Linked DNA regions of Sus scrofa: region 2 is linked to region 1. The links are chromatin contacts, called in public Hi-C maps. All regions are on one chromosome and are shown on one strand. The core of a region is the stretch at or near the end of the contact, and the rest is flanking DNA. Distances in the headings are between cores, read along the strand shown.

Region 1 (7,621 bases), core at 3,488-5,987:
TATAATTAAACCAGCACCATGAAAATAATTGGGATATTATGAAAGCCTCAGAGGGTGAGGGAACAAGTTGGGTTTATCCCAGCGATTCAAATTCAGAGACTTGTTAAGAAAACAGGAATCATAAAACAATCTATTTAGATAAATCTGTCGTTTAGAAAATTCAAACATGTACAATTAGGATAAATAAGAGTTTGGCAGAGTTCAAAATAACATACAAAATTACTGCGGCTCCTAGAGACAAGCAGCAATTAATTAGAAAATGTTACAAAATAAATCCTATTAGGTTAATCATGGAAACGCTACCACTGTGCGGCAATAAAAAACCTCGCAAAAGATGGGCAAGACTTTTAGGGTAAAACATACATTTTTTGGGAAAGACAGCGAACCAAAGAATTTCACCATGTTGCGGGAGGGAAAATCCAATATGACTAAGAGGTGACTTCAAATTAAGTTATAAATGCAAAAATCAGCCCTTGTTGGAGGGGTCATGGAGAGGACGTGACCTCTGGTTGCCCCGCGAGCTGGGGGTGACGGGAGGCCGCCCGCCCCGCCCCGCCCCCGCCGCGTGCCCGCGGGGAAAGGCCATTTTCAAGGGCGCGCCTCGAGCGGGTGGTCGAGACCGTCTGGATGGAACACCCGCTGGCTGAACCCCTTTAAGGCGTCTACGCGGACGTGGAAGGTTCTGGCGGGAGGCGCTGAGACGTCTCGGTCCCGTTGGAGGAAGACCAGCCTGGCCGGTGAGTTTCCTGCTTCTTGAACCTTCCACCGCCGGGTTTCGACTCGGTTTGGACGCTCGCCTCTTTCCTGCGTCTCCCCCTGCCCTCGTGTTGGGGCGCCCGGTGCAGCTTTCACCTGGCACTGGGAGAGCTTGCGAGCCAGCAGAAAAGGCAGGGCCAGGCAGACCTGCTTGTGGGAACCGCACAGACACAGGCGCTTTTCACAGGAAAGTTCGAGGCACCTGCGCAGTTGTCCCCACGGCGTCTACTCCCTGCCTGGCCCTGCCTCCCGAGCTGGTGTTTCTCCAAATATTCCAAACCTTTTAGCGTGGTGGTTTTTGGGTTTTGGTTTTTGTTTTTTTGGCAATAAAGTAATGTCTGATGAGACTGGGCAGCAGGGTTGTGGACAGGCTGGGCCCCGTTCTTTCTGGAAGTTACCCCCGGAGGGCTGGGAGCTGCGGGCAGCCCAGGGGGCTCTGATTCCTCGTGAAACTGGTCATGTAGCTGCACAAGGCAAGAGTGCAGACGTAGGGCTAGGGACTCAGAGAATAAGAGGGTTAAGGAGAAGATTAAAAAGATTTGTGAAAAGCCCCCCCCCCCGCACTGTTGTGGGCAGGGGTGTAAATTGGTGAAGCCACGGTGAAGACCAGTACAGAGGTTCCTTTAGAAACTAAAACTAGAGTTACCACATGGGATCCAGCCGTTCCCCTCCAGGGCATCTCTCTGGAATAGATGAAAACTCTAATTCGAAAACATGCATGCACTTCTATGTTCAGAGCAACCCTGGTCACAATAGCTGAGCCCTGAAAACAACCTCAGTGTTCATTGCCAGATAAAGAAGTTGTGGTCCATATACACAATGGAATATCACTCAGCTATCAAAAAAATGTAAGGACGCAAAAAAAAAAAACAAAAACAAAAAAAAAAGGGAGTTCCCGTCGTGGCGCAGTGGTTAACGAATCTGACTAGGAACCATGAGGTTGCAGGTTCGATCCCTGCCCTTGCTCAGTGGGTTAAGGATCTGGCGTTGCCGTGAGCTGTGGTGTAGGTTGCAGATGCGGCTCGGATCCCGCGTTGCTGTGGCTCTGGCGTAGGCTGGCAGCTACAGCTCCGATTCGACCCCTAGCCTGGGAACCTCCATATGCCGCGGGAGCGGCCCAAAGAAATAGCAAATAGACCAAAAAAAAAAAAAAAAAAAAAAAAGGACGAAATTCACAGCAACATCGATGGACCTAGAGAATATTATACTTCACTGACGTCAGACAAAGACAAATACGTAATATCACTTATATGTGGAATCTAGAAAATAATACAAATGAATCTATATACAAAACAGAAACAGACTCACAGATATAGAGAAAAAGAGGTAACTAAAGAGGAAGGCAAGAGCTGGGGGATTAATTAGGAAGACGGGATTAACACACAGGCACAAGTCTATATAAAGAAAAAAGTGACAAGGATTTACTGTACAGCCCAGGGCACCATATTCAGTATCTTGTCATAACCGCTAATGTCCAAGAATCAGAAAAGAAAAATAACCGAACCCCTTTCCTGTACATCTGAAACCAACACAATATTGTAAATCAACTGCACTTCAATTAAAAAAAAATAAAAGCCCCCAAAAAGATCCAATGAAAAAAATATAAAAAGAATATAGACCTGTGAGAGGTGTGCTGAAGAAGGCTGGGTTGACGTCAGGGAGCACGGTCACCCAGAAATCCAACTTTGGAGGATTTCAGCATTGGGACCCTGCAGAAGAGCGGCCCTGTTCTCAGAGTACAGAGTCCTGGAACAGAAAAGGTCCAGCCCTGTGGGAAATGTGCAACAGTCACATGTCCAAAGCACTTCGCCCGTGAGTGACACTTTGGAATGTGGGTCTCAGACTCCTAATCCTATAAGCACTTCCTTGCACCATTTTGGAGACTGCCATCCCTGAAACTATGGAAACGGACCAGGATTCTTTCAGTTTTGTTTCTGAGAAAGTGTATGTGTGTATTACGATACAATTTTATTTTATTTTATTTTTTATTTTTTGTCTTTTTAGGGCCGCGCCCACAGCACATGGAAGGTCCCAGGCTAGGGGTCAAACTGGAACCGTAGCCTCCGGCCTACACCACAGCCACAGCTACACTAGATTCGAGCTGTGTCTGCAACCTACACCACAGCCACGGAGCGAGGCCAGGGATTGAACCTCTGTCCTCATGGATGCTAGTCAGATTCGTTTCCACTGAACCACGACGGGAACTCCCTATGATGTGATTTTAGTTGTTTTTTTTTTTTCCTACCTGTTAAAATAAATATTCTCATTAATGTCTGGGATCAGGACCAGGTTAAATATTTGGAGTTTTCCAGTTCATGAATTTTACTTCTAGTAATAACTAGGAAACAAGAAGAGAAATGTGATGAAAAACAGGAGGGAACATAAAGTAAATGGAAATACTTATTTCTGTGTTCTTCGAGAAAGCAGTGACGGCATGAATAGTCACCAGAGTCCTTCACTCTCTCTCTGCCCTTCCCTTTCACGAGTGCTTATTAACTTGTGTCCATATCCCAAGAAATGTATTGATTACAGTTAAAATCATGGAAGGAGATTTTCTGGGTTGGTGAACAGGGGTTGTTTATAATTCTGAGACTGTCCAATATATGTAGCTAAAAAAAAAAAAAGCATTCTGCCCATCTAGTCTAAGTGATTAATCTATTAAAATTGGTGTTAAATATCTTTGTTTTTATTAGCATAATTTTCACAGTGGTAGCTAAGAGTGAGGGGGCTTGGAGTCCAGAAGAGTGTCTCTGCCTTTACTTGAGCTTCTGCAAATAACTTCACCTTTAAGTCTTGATTTTTAAATCTGTAAAACGTGTGCAAATATAGCACCAGTGTCAAAGGTTTGCTCTGCGTGTAAATGAAATAGTTCAGTTCAGACCCTTAGCGTCCTTTCTAGCACATAGGCGTCGGTGAGTACAAAGAACGATTTCATTGAAGTCAAGTCAAGTCTTTGGTAAGGTTTTCTCGTATAAATTATTCTGATTTCTGAGATCCTCATTTTCCCTCTTTCTGTTCAATTTCCTTTCTTTCTAATCTGCCCATTTTTTGCTTGGCAGTTGAATTTTTAATCATTCAAAGTTAATATAGACTTGTTCAGGACCGTTTTTTCCCCCCCTCTTCCTTCTTGAAGCTGATCACTTTTTGCATATGCCAGGAAGATGGAGCACTAAACAAACACCAGTAAACAAATACCACGTGACATGCATAGCCAACCGCCCTTAGCAGCACCCTCCCGTGGAACAACTTGGGAAGAAAACATCTTACCAAGTGAAGAATGAGTTTGGCAGGCGTTTTACGCACACACCATGGCCTGTTTTCAGAAGCCAAACTGAATGAAAGCAGCTTTAAGAGGGGCCAGACAGAACCACTCTTCTGGACAGAAAGAGACCAGTGACTCAAAGGTGCTTCTAAGTTCCTCCCTCTGGTTTTCCTGACAGTAAGTCCAAGTTTGTTTTTACCTTTCATTCGGCATCACGTAATTAAGGCGCAAAGGACCCAGCTCAGGCCAGACCTCTTGATGGACAGTGTTGCAGTTACATTGTTCTGATGGTTCTAAATCACCCTGTTTCCTGAGCGGTTTAATTTTTTAAACGTGGTAAAAGCGTATTTTAGTGCGGTCGTCAAAGGGAAGATAGACTCAGAAGCGTGCCTAAATATTATTAATATTTTTGTGTGTCAGGTTTACGCGTCTCTGAACAGCCTTTTCAAGAATTCGCAGGGTTTTACTTTTGGGGAAAGTGTAGGCTTTAGGACAAGTTGTTTCTTCCTGTGCTTTCTTTCTTCTTTGAAAAAGTCTTTGATGGACCCCCTCCAGCCCTTAACACGGAGATGGGTGTTTCCCCTTAGAAACTCTCAGGGGAGAACTGAGATGGCTTTACCTTTCATCAAAAAAGGAGACGTCTAGTCAGTTCTCTAAACATTGTAATTTGTATAGAACATCAGCACTGATACGCATGAATTTCAGTCACCAGTGCTGTGATGCCGAAAGACCGCCTCCAGGATTTCAAGTTGAAAACGCAGAAGCAGCCCCGTTATCCGTCAGGTGCACACCCCAATCACTCCAGCAGACCCTGCGCACCCGAGTCACTCCAGCAGACCCTGCGCACCCCAGTCCCTCCGGCAGACCCTGCGCACCCCAGTCACTCCAGCAGACCCTGCGCACCCCAGTCACTCCAGCAGACCCTGCACACCCGAGTCCCTCCAGCAGACCCTGCGCACCCGAGTCACTCCAGCAGACATGCGCACCCCAGTCACTCCAGCAGACCCTGCGCACCCCAGTCCCTCCGGCAGACCCTGCGCACCCCAGTCCCTCCGGCAGACCCTGCGCACCCCAGTCCCTCCGGCAGACCCTGCGCACCCCGGTCACTCCGGCAGACCCTGCGCACCCCGGTCACTCCAGCAGACCCTGCACACCCGAGTCCCTCCAGCAGACCCTGCGCACCCCGGTCACTCCGGCAGACCCTGCGCACCCCGGTCACTCCAGCAGACCCTGCACACCCGAGTCCCTCCAGCAGACCCTGCGCACCCCGGTCACTCCGGCAGACCCTGCGCACCCCGGTCACTCCAGCAGACCCTGCACACCCGAGTCCCTCCGGCAGACCCTGCGCACCCCGGTCACTCCGGCAGACCCTGCGCACCCCGGTCACTCCGGCAGACCCTGCGCACCCCGGTCACTCCGGCAGACCCTGCGCACCCCGGTCACTCCGGCAGACCCTGCGCACCCGAGTCACTCCGGCAGACCCTGCACACCCGAGTCCCTCCGGCAGACCCTGCACACCCCAGTCCCTCCGGCAGACCCTGCGCACCCGAGTCACTCCGGCAGACCCTGCGCACCCCGGTCCCTCCGGCAGACCCTGCGCACCCCGGTCCCTCCGGCAGACCCTGCACACCCGAGTCACTCCGGCAGACCCTGCGCACCCCAGTCACTCCGGCAGACCCTGCGCACCCCAGTCCCTCCGGCAGACCCTGCGCACCCCAGTCCCTCCGGCAGACCCTGCGCACCCGAGTCACTCCGGCAGACCCTGCGCACCCCAGTCCCTCCGGCAGACCCTGCACACCCGAGTCGCTCCAGCAGACCCTGCGCACCCCGGTCACTCCGGCAGACCCTGCACACCCGAGTCGCTCCAGCAGACCCTGCGCACCCCAGTCACTCCGGCAGACCCTGCGCACCCCAGTCCCTCCGGCAGACCCTGCGCACCCGAGTCACTCCGGCAGACCCTGCACACCCGAGTCACTCCAGCAGACATGCGCACCCCAGTCACTCCAGCAGACCCTGCACACCCGAGTCACTCCAGGCATCCTAGCTAACGAGGACTTCGATTTCGATTTCCATCTGCAGGCATCTTACCTCTCTGCCTCCTAAAAGGCCACCCGTGAGTTTCAAGGCGAGATAGGAGGTCTTTGGGATTTTAGGAATGACTGTCATATGATTCAGCTTTCCTTTCCTCAGTGGTTTCCTAGACGCCATCACATAGGCACGCAGAAGCCTGCCGTTCCAAGGGCAGACCAGTGTGGCAAACCTCTGAATAACAGAAACCCAGAGCTGGTTCTTATTCCTGGAGTACTTATTTATTTTTTTTTAAACTAAGGGACAACTGGATTCTAAATATTATTCTGACGTCTCATTCTCTGACTGACTTGAGATTGTTATCAGGTCAAGATTTGGCAGAAAAGCTTACTTTTGAGACAAGAGGGAAGAGACCTCTCACCCCGTAGCCCTCATCTGTGTCGTAACCAGAGAGCCTGGAGAGGAGGCTGAGCTGGCAGGACAGTGTGCACTCATTAATACTTCCTGCTTTTAAACCAAAAAAACCCCTCGTGAATGTGTGTTACTTTGCTTCCAGTGAAGACATCCGGGACTCTGTTTTCAAAGTGTTCAGAAGCTTTTTTGTAACTGGAATTTTTTTTTCTGGGGGGTGGTGTGTCTTTTTCTCACCTCATTATTGGTCCACAGTATTTACTTTTCATCTCTCTCAATGAACAGGACAGAATGATTAAAAAGGAGATAAGTGTGTGTCAACAAACTCAGGCCCTTCTCTACAAGAATCTTCTTAAAAAATGGAGGATGAAGAAAGAAAGCTTATTGGTGTGGTCTGCAAATATATAGTTTTCCCTATTTAGTGAATGAAAATCTACTATTTCATATTATGCCATTTTTCTTGCTTTTTTATGTTCACAAATTCTACGGGCTCGTTGATTTGGGGTTCTCAATATAGTACTTGGCAAATATTGCAGAATAGGTTAAAGATTATGGCAAAAGGTGAAATTAACTAAAGGGCTCATATGTCAGTTCCTGAAAAACAAAGTAAGTGGCATTTTTATTGAATAGAACTAGCCATTCTCCAAAGATGTGATCCATTTGAATCTCGTGGAGTCGTTCTGATTTACCCTGGGCCAACTTCAGTATTAGGAAAAAAAGAGAGAGAGAGAAAAAAAAAAGAAAGAGGCAAAATGAAATAGATTTTAAATGAGTAACTCAGAGTGCTCTATTGGGGACATTTTGATAAAATTTTGGTAATTGGTAAGGCTGGAGAAAAATTCATTAGCAAAAAATGAGGGAAGACTGTGCAGTATGTTTGCTTTCTGCAGATTTTTTAGTACAGGGGCATGGACCTTAGGATGAAGAGATTTGCTCTGTGTTACCATGAGGTGTGGCTGGAGCTGCCATGGCCACATAGATCTGGGTCCTGTTTAAAAATAGCCACTAACATTTCAGTGGGAGCTCACAGAGTTCACAGCCCCCTTTTTATTGTGCGATGGCTCCTAAAACAGTTCAGTTCTACTCCGTTAGTATGTTATGTTGATAAAGGGTACCATTATAGTGGTCACCCACTCAATTTTTTTTGGTATTTAATGATTTTTA
Region 2 (7,621 bases), core at 3,652-6,151, 140 kb after region 1:
GGAAGAGGCAGAGATGTGGTTTCCATCCCTCTTCAGTAGGGATCCTTCAGGCAAGGCTTCAGAATCTAGGCATCACAGGAAGACGGAATACTCAGAGCTTCAAGTCTGTTCTGTTTTTCAGGTCCTTTTACACGTTCGCTTTTTTATGGGGGCCCAGGGGGCAAGGAATCCAACGTGGCTGTAGAGGGAAGGAAACATTATTTCGGCTACTTTTTTTTTTTCTTTTGCATTTTGTGTTCTTTCAGATTCCATCCTGCCTATAATACTATCATTTATGGGTTGATTTTTTTTTTCCCCTCATCCTTGCAAATACCCTTTCTAGTAGACTCACCTTCTCTGCCCACATTTAGATGAGGATGCTTGAAAGCTGCCAGAATGGTTCTTTTTCTGCCCCTCACGGGCTTGTGTGCTCCTTGCACACAGTGTCTTTTTGTTTTTGCAAGCACCATGGCGAATATGATTTTAACTATGTTTAGGTTATTGTTGTTTCTGCCATTGGTGTAAAGGTGTTTAACATTCTTTTGTATCTCAGCCTTGGACTTGAAGAAAACAGAGATATCATACCCATGCACATCTCTTTCCCCCCAAACCTCCCTGACCTTCTGTGAGATGAAATCAGACCCTGTGGGTCTGTCTTGACCTTTGGCACTACAGGGCATTTCAAGTGAAGGAATATTGTGTGGGTTTCAGTGCTTTCTGCATAGTTGCAGATTGAATTAACTTGCTCAATCTATTTTAGATTAATATGTACATGTTGGTCAGCAGAGTTGAAAAACCCATTTGTGTGTTTTCCTTAATTGGAGGTGAATTTTAATAATTTGGGTGACTTTTTTGGGAGGTGGGAGAAGGTGTATAAGGCTTGAGGTTAAATCAAAGTCTAGTTTTATCACAAATGGGTATTTCTTCAGTGCTCTTTATTTTTGCCTGTTTTGGTAAATTTTTCCAAGGGAATTGAAGAAATCAACTTTTCACTTCCCCTTTTAGGATATCAGATTCGTTTTTTCCATTATAAACTATTTATTCCCTCCCTTCTGAACTATCCCACCCTACCCATCAACTTGATTCTTATAGACTTTTCCCTTGATCCTTTAATTTAAAAAGAAATACTTTTTGTCATTATATTTGGTCCTCAGAGAGCCTTTCCTGTAAATATGCATGTCTTCCCACTCCCCTGAAAAATTAATTTCCATAGTACTTTTTTGAGAGAATTTCCAATATATTTTCTTGCAACTGTTTTCTTCTTTTTTGAATATCTCTTTACCAAATACTTTTTCTCTACTTCATGTACTTTTATCTCACATTGGTTTTTTTCCATTTTTTAATTAAAGTATAGTTGCCTTTTTTTTTTTTTTAAAGCGCCACGCCCATGGCATATAGACGTTTTCAGGCTAGGGGATGAATCTGAGCTGCAGCTGCCAGCCTATGCTACAGCCACAGCAGTGTGGGATCTGAGCCATGCCTGCGACCTACACCGCCGCTCACGGCCATGCCAGATCCTTAACCCACTGAGTGAAGCCAGGGATCTAGCACGTGTCCTCCTGGATACTAGTCGGGTTCATTACCCCTGAGCCACGATGGGAATTCCCAGTTAAAGTACAGTTGATTTACAATGTCGTGCCAATTTCTGCTATACAGCAAAGTGACCCAAGTCATACATATGTATATGCATTCCTTTTCTTATATCATTTTCCATCATACTCTATCCCAAGAGGCTGGATCGAGTTCCCTGTGCTGTACAGCAGGACCTCATTGCTTATCCATTCTAAATGTAATAGTTTGTATCCACTAACCCCACATTCCTTATCCACCCCACTCGCTCTCCCCTCCCACTTGACAACCACAAGTCTGTTGTTCTCTATGTCTGTCCCACGTTGTTTTCAAGTGCATTTTAATTTTCTTTGAAAATTTGGGACGATTACAACATTTTTCTCTGTATCGTGGAAGATGTTTTGTTCTAGACTGACTTCAATGGGAATTTTAAGGACATTATTTGCTTTTCATTTCCATTCCATTTTTTGTCTTCTTGAATTTTGTTATAGTCATTATGTGGAAGGTTTTAACGCTTTTCTTCTGTATGTTGTAATGATGTTTTCTCTTTAAAAATTTTGTATTTTCTTTGGCTCTTGAGGGTAATCTAGCTTTCCTTATGTTCTAGCACGTGGGGGTCCCTGATAACAACTGCACACAATGAAGCCTGTGAATAAATCGCTAGAGGGAACCCTCCTTAGGGTCCTCCCCGCACTGCTCGATGCTGGTAGCATCTCTGATCTTGCTCTGAAGGGAGAATTGATCCCTTGACCCACTGGTTGAGAGGGAGGCCCCCAAAACTTGGCTACCTGGGTTGTACCACCCTGAGCTGTGTTCGATGAGCCACTTTGCCTTTCTGTACCTCAATTTCTTCCTCTGTAAAACAGGGAGGATAATATCCCAGAGGTTTATTGGGAGGCTTAAACTAATTAAGTTTTATAAAACACTCAGAACTACCTAGAACATAGAAAATCATCACTGAATATAGTTAATGTTGTTTTCTTTCTGATGTCCTATGTTCATACCACTTCCTAGCTCTGTTTCAGCCTTATTAATGAACAGTGTAAAATTCTCTAAAATTTCATGAGATTTTCTATCTACTTGCCTTCGGGTTTGTTGCTATTGGGTTTGTGGTGGTGGTTGTTTTAGTGGTTGGGTGTTTTGCTATTGGGTTTGTTGTTGTTTTCATGGTTGGCTTGGGACTTTTTTGGACTTATTACATATAAAAAATTGATAAAGATTGAGTTCATCTTTTTGGGTTCTTGGCACACAGAATGATTGGGTCAAAGAAAGCATCTCTCTTGTTTTGGTTATTTACTTTCTTGAATTTACAACACCCATGTCATACTCCACCTTGATTCCAATTCCCATTGCCACTAGTCATCATTTTTTAAAAATTGAGTAAAAGATTCTTTAAATTCTAGAGTGCGTTACAATTTTCCAAAGTTTTACAGACATGATTTCATATAATCCCACAATGACACTTTTCCCGCTACCTACCCCTGTGTTGCCCTCCCCTCAGCCCTTTTCTTACTGGTAACCACTGATTTGTTCTCCACATCTGTGAGGCTCCTTTTGTTGTTGTTGTTTTATTCGCCAGTTTGTTGTATTTTTTAGATTCCACATACAGGTGATATCATATAGTATTTGTCTTTCTCTGACTTATTTCACTTAACATAATACGCTCCAAGTCCATCTGTGTTGCTGCAAATGGAAAAATTTCTTTCTTTTTTATGGCTGATATCCCATTGTGCATATATACTATATCTTTATCCGTTCCTCTCTCTCTCTCTCCTCTCTCTCTCTCTTTTTTTTTTTTTTTTTTTTTTTTTTTTTGGCCATGCCTGCAGCCCTGCAGCAGGTGGAAGTTCCGGGGCCAGGGATCAAACCCAAGCCACAGCAGCAACCCAGGCTACTGAGGGACAATGCCAGATCCTTAACCCTCTGAGCCACATGGGATCTTCATTTTTTAAAAACCATTCATCTGTTGACAGTCACTGAGGCTGCTTTCATACCTTAGAAATTGTGAATAATACTGCTATGAACATTGAGGGGCCTTATCTTTTCAAATTAATAGTTTGGGTTTTTTTTTTTTTTGGTGTATACCCAAGCGTGGAACTTTTAGGTCATATGATAGCTCTATTTTTAGTTTTTTGCGAGACCTTCATACTCTTTTGCCTGGTGGCTGCACCAATTTACATTCCCACCGACAGTGTACTAGGTTTCCCTGTTTTCACATCCTCGCCCACATCTGTATTTGTGTTCTTTTTGATGATGGCCATTCTGACCTGCGTAAGGTGGTATCGCATTGTAGGTTTACTTTGTATTTCCGTGATGATTAGGGGTGTGGAGCATCTTTCTGTGTGCCTTGTGGACCATCTGCATTTCCTCTTTGGAAAAATGTCTGTTCAGGTCCTCTGCCTCCTTTGTCATTAGGTTGGGTGTTTTTGATATGGAGTTGTAGGAGCTGTTATGTATGTTTGATGTATGTTCAACTGGTCACCTTTGCATCATACTTGATGGAAATCCTTTATTTCCTGGATGTTCTTGAAAACTCTGTATTGTATGCAGTATTAATTAATATAAATGATATTGTGGTATTACTCTCAACCTTTTCAATTTTTAAAAAATTGCCAGTATGTTTTTAAGATCTCTTCTTTTTTTTTTTTTTTTTTTTTTTTTGTCTTTTTGCCTTTTCTAGGGCCGCTTCCTGCGGCACATGGAGGTTCCCAGGCTAGGGGTTTAATCGAAGCTGTAGCCACCGGCCTATACCACTGCTACAGCAACACGGGATCCAAGCCGCATCTGCATCTGCGACCTACACCACAGCTCACGGCAACTCCAGATCCTTAACCCACTGAGTGAGGCCAGGGATCGAACCCCCAACCTCATGGTTCCTAGTCGCATTTGTTAACCACTGTGCCACGACAAGAACTCCCTTAAGATCTCTTCTTGTTGATGGGTGGGTGTGAATCCATTGCTTCAGAATCCTACACTGTACTCTCTGGACTGTATCCATTAAAATTTGTTCTGTGGCATTCCTGTTGTGGCTCAATGATGCAAGTTCCATCCCTGGCTTTGCTCAGTGGGCCAGGGATCTGGCCTTGCCGTGAGCTATGCTGTAGGTCACAGATGCGACTTGGATCTGGCATCACTGTGGCTGTGGTTTAGCCCAGCAGCTACAGCTCTGATTGGACCCCTAGCCTGGGAACCTCCATATGCCATGGGTGTGGCCCAAAAAGACAAAAAATAAATAAAATAAAATTCCTTCCATGACACTGCACCACAATCTTTTACATCATGAAGAGCATCCTTGTACGGGTGCCTTCATGGACATGTGTGGGAATTTCCTTGGCATACATACCCAGATGTACCCAGAAGCAGAACTGATTGACAGCAGGATATTGCTAAATAGTAATGAACTGGTGACAAATTACCAAAATGGGTGAGTCTGTCCCACCAGCAGTACATAAAATTCCTTTTTCCCCAGGAGAAAATTTACCAATGCTAAGTGATGGAACAACAACCCTTGACTCTCTTAAATTCTCCATAATCTTTTCAATCCAGTGAAGGGTCAGTATGAATTGTCTGTATCTCCTAATTGTTTTAATTTTTGTTTCCTTCAGTCCTGTGCTCGAATATCCCTTCGTGTGTTTTTCAGCTTTTTGGCTCCTTCCTTTGCACGCAATTGGAAACAGCTGCTACGATGTTTCTTTTGGGTTGGATTGCATAATGTTTTCTATTTCGGACCTTCGCATTTACTTCCTTTACTTTCTCTTTTTAAAATAAACAGGTCAGAATGAGCAAGAGGCACATCAGTGTGGGTCGGCAAACGTGGGCCCTTCTCTGCAAGAATTTTCTTAAGAAATGGAGGATGAAAAGAGAGACCTTGTTGGTATGGTTCAGAGTTGATGTCTTCTCATGTTTAGAAGAGGAAAAAGGATTTTCTTGGGCAGCACAGTCATTATTTAATGTGTCATATATATTCTACAGCTGGCTAGCAGGCTGGATTTTTTTCGAATTCTAGACTCTGCTGTTACTTCAAATAAGATCCCTTTAGGAGTTCCTGTTGAGGCTCAATGGGCTAAGAACTTGACATTATCTCCATGAGGATGTGCGTTCCATCCCTGACCTTGCGTAGGTTAAGGATCTGGCATTGCCACAAGCTGCGGCATAGGTCGCAAATGTGGCTCAGATCCTTGTTGCTGTGGCTGTGGCATAGGCCAGCAACTGCAGCTCTGATTTGACTTCTAGCCTGGGAACTTTTAAATGCACAGATCAGGCCGAAAAAAGAAAAAAAAAAAAAAGATTCCTTTGAAATATGTCATTGAGACATGTGTTACTGCAGACATTTGGTAAAGAATTCATATTCAGAAACTCCTGGAGAAATAAAACCACATTTTTATACTGCAGGCATAACAATTAACATCTGAACTCACTTGAGTCTCATAAAGGAATAAGTACAGAAGTTTAGGAGTGAAGACAAAGAAAAGGGCAAGATTTAATCCAGAGAGTAAACACTTTTTTTAAAAACACTCAAAAGACAAATTGTAGCACTTCCACACTGGAGAGAGATGACGTCAGTTTGAAAGAATTAATGAGCCTATAAACAAACAGGAAAAGAAAATGGCATTTTGAACTTTTGCTTCTACTAAGCTTCTTCTGATCATAAGAATGATTACATGTTATTTGAGTAGAAAATTTAGTAAATTCAGAAAAATGTAATAAGTTAAAATCACTTGTAAAATACCCCAGTTCAGGAGTTGATACATTAACATTTCATTTCCTTTCTTAAAATAAATTTTATTGGAGTTTAGTTGACTTACAAAGTTGTGTTAATTTCAGGTATACGGCAAAGTAAATCAGTTATACATATATCCATTTCTTTTCAGATTCTTTTTCCACATAGGTTATCACACAGTATTAAGTACATTACCCTGTGCTATGCAGTAGGTCCTTGGTACCTATCTATTTTGTATATAGTAGTGTGTATATGTCAACCCCAACCCTCTAATTTAGCTCCCCTCAGGCACGTTTCCCCTTTGGTAACCATAAATTTGGTTTCAAAATCTTTGCCTCTGTTTCTGAACATTTCAATTTCTGAGCATTGTGTGCATGTATGTGTGTGTGTGTTTGTGTGTTCTTTCAACAAATATGCACTGAGTGCTTAGATTGGCAGTGAAAAAAGCATACAAAAATCCCTGTGTGGAGCAAAGATTATATAAATATAAATGTTGGATTCTACACTATAAAGATGTTTTATTTCTAACCTTTCATCTCTTTTCAGTATAAGTACTATATCTGTCATTGTATTTACCTAGATAGATATAGGTATAAAAATAGACCAACATATATAGCTAAAATAAGATCATCTAGTGAATAAAATCAATACTTCCTTTAAAGGCCATGTGTTTAAAATTATAACTAAACCATCAAATGCATTCTTATCATGAAATTTCAAATGTATTCTGTTGCATTTCCAATTCCAGAATGTTATAATGATAAAAGCTTTCAAAATTCTTTTTGTGAAGCAGTATTTTGGAACGATCTTTGATACGCAGGCAGCGGAAGATAAGTATATGGCCTCACTCTTGTTTATAGAAGCTGCTTATCTCTTTCATACCACCTAACATTTCTTTATCATTATCACTCAAGTTTCAACACAACTGCATATCACAAGGCCATTCATGAAGCAATCCAACCCTTAACATTTGAATTGAACTATGATAAACTTAGATTCTTAATTCTAATTGAAATTGAGACCACAGTGCTGTCTTCGTGAGTGATGTACATATTTCAAAATCTGCAGATTAAAGGACAAAAGAAAATTGAGAAGTTGAAAGTGGGAGAGAGAAAAAAACGGTGTCCAAGCAACGTAACAGAATTAAGTGTTTTAAATTGTTCGTGGATGATGAATCTGTGGTGGAACGACTACTGACTTGCTTCATTTTTCTCTCTTTGCTGGGTAGGAATGGTTTTTCTCATTTCTTCTAGCACTGTTTGCATTCCTCTTTTCCTCCAATTTACACCAAGTTAATGACTTCCTTCAACTGCCTGCGATGGATCTGGGACGTGTAGATAATTTTAATGACTC

Evidence for each region. Hi-C and Micro-C count contacts between places; a contact is called where the count stands out from the background.
Region 2: a Hi-C map of retroperitoneal adipose tissue shows a contact between it and region 1, with 2.4 times the contacts expected there. The contact joins the enhancer-like site here to the promoter of LOC110256158 in region 1. A contact is called at or near these places in 14 of 47 Hi-C or Micro-C datasets (adipocytes, alveolar macrophages, embryonic fibroblasts and 8 more) and 1 of 2 datasets of contacts at active chromatin or transcription factors (skeletal muscle).

What each region holds. Positions count from the first base shown.
Region 1 is chr12:11,159,064-11,166,684 of Sscrofa11.1, forward strand. It overlaps LOC110256158 (vegetative cell wall protein gp1-like), which reads left to right and starts at 4,738. Exons shown (of 1, transcript XM_021068073.1): 1 at 4,738-6,066. The coding sequence starts at 4,738. The coding sequence ends at 6,066. LOC100626206 (ATP-binding cassette sub-family A member 10) reads left to right here and starts at 6,123. Exons shown (of 34, transcript XM_021068074.1): 1 at 6,123-6,844. The coding sequence starts at 6,749.
Region 2 is chr12:11,298,365-11,305,985 of Sscrofa11.1, forward strand. All of the region lies in intron 35 of ABCA6 (ATP-binding cassette sub-family A member 6), which reads left to right. LOC100520216 (ATP-binding cassette sub-family A member 9) reads left to right here. Exons shown (of 39, transcript XM_021068115.1): 3 at 5,321-5,422; 4 at 7,497-7,621. The coding sequence starts at 5,327. Among named protein-coding and RNA genes, the nearest start is that of ABCA6, 77 kb to the left of the region's middle. Within about 2 kb of position 4,902, at least 16 of the 83 cell types and tissues checked have an H3K27ac peak or open chromatin away from gene starts, as enhancers often do. A contact at or near this core is called in mesenteric adipose tissue, retroperitoneal adipose tissue, skeletal muscle and 1 more, where this site is marked.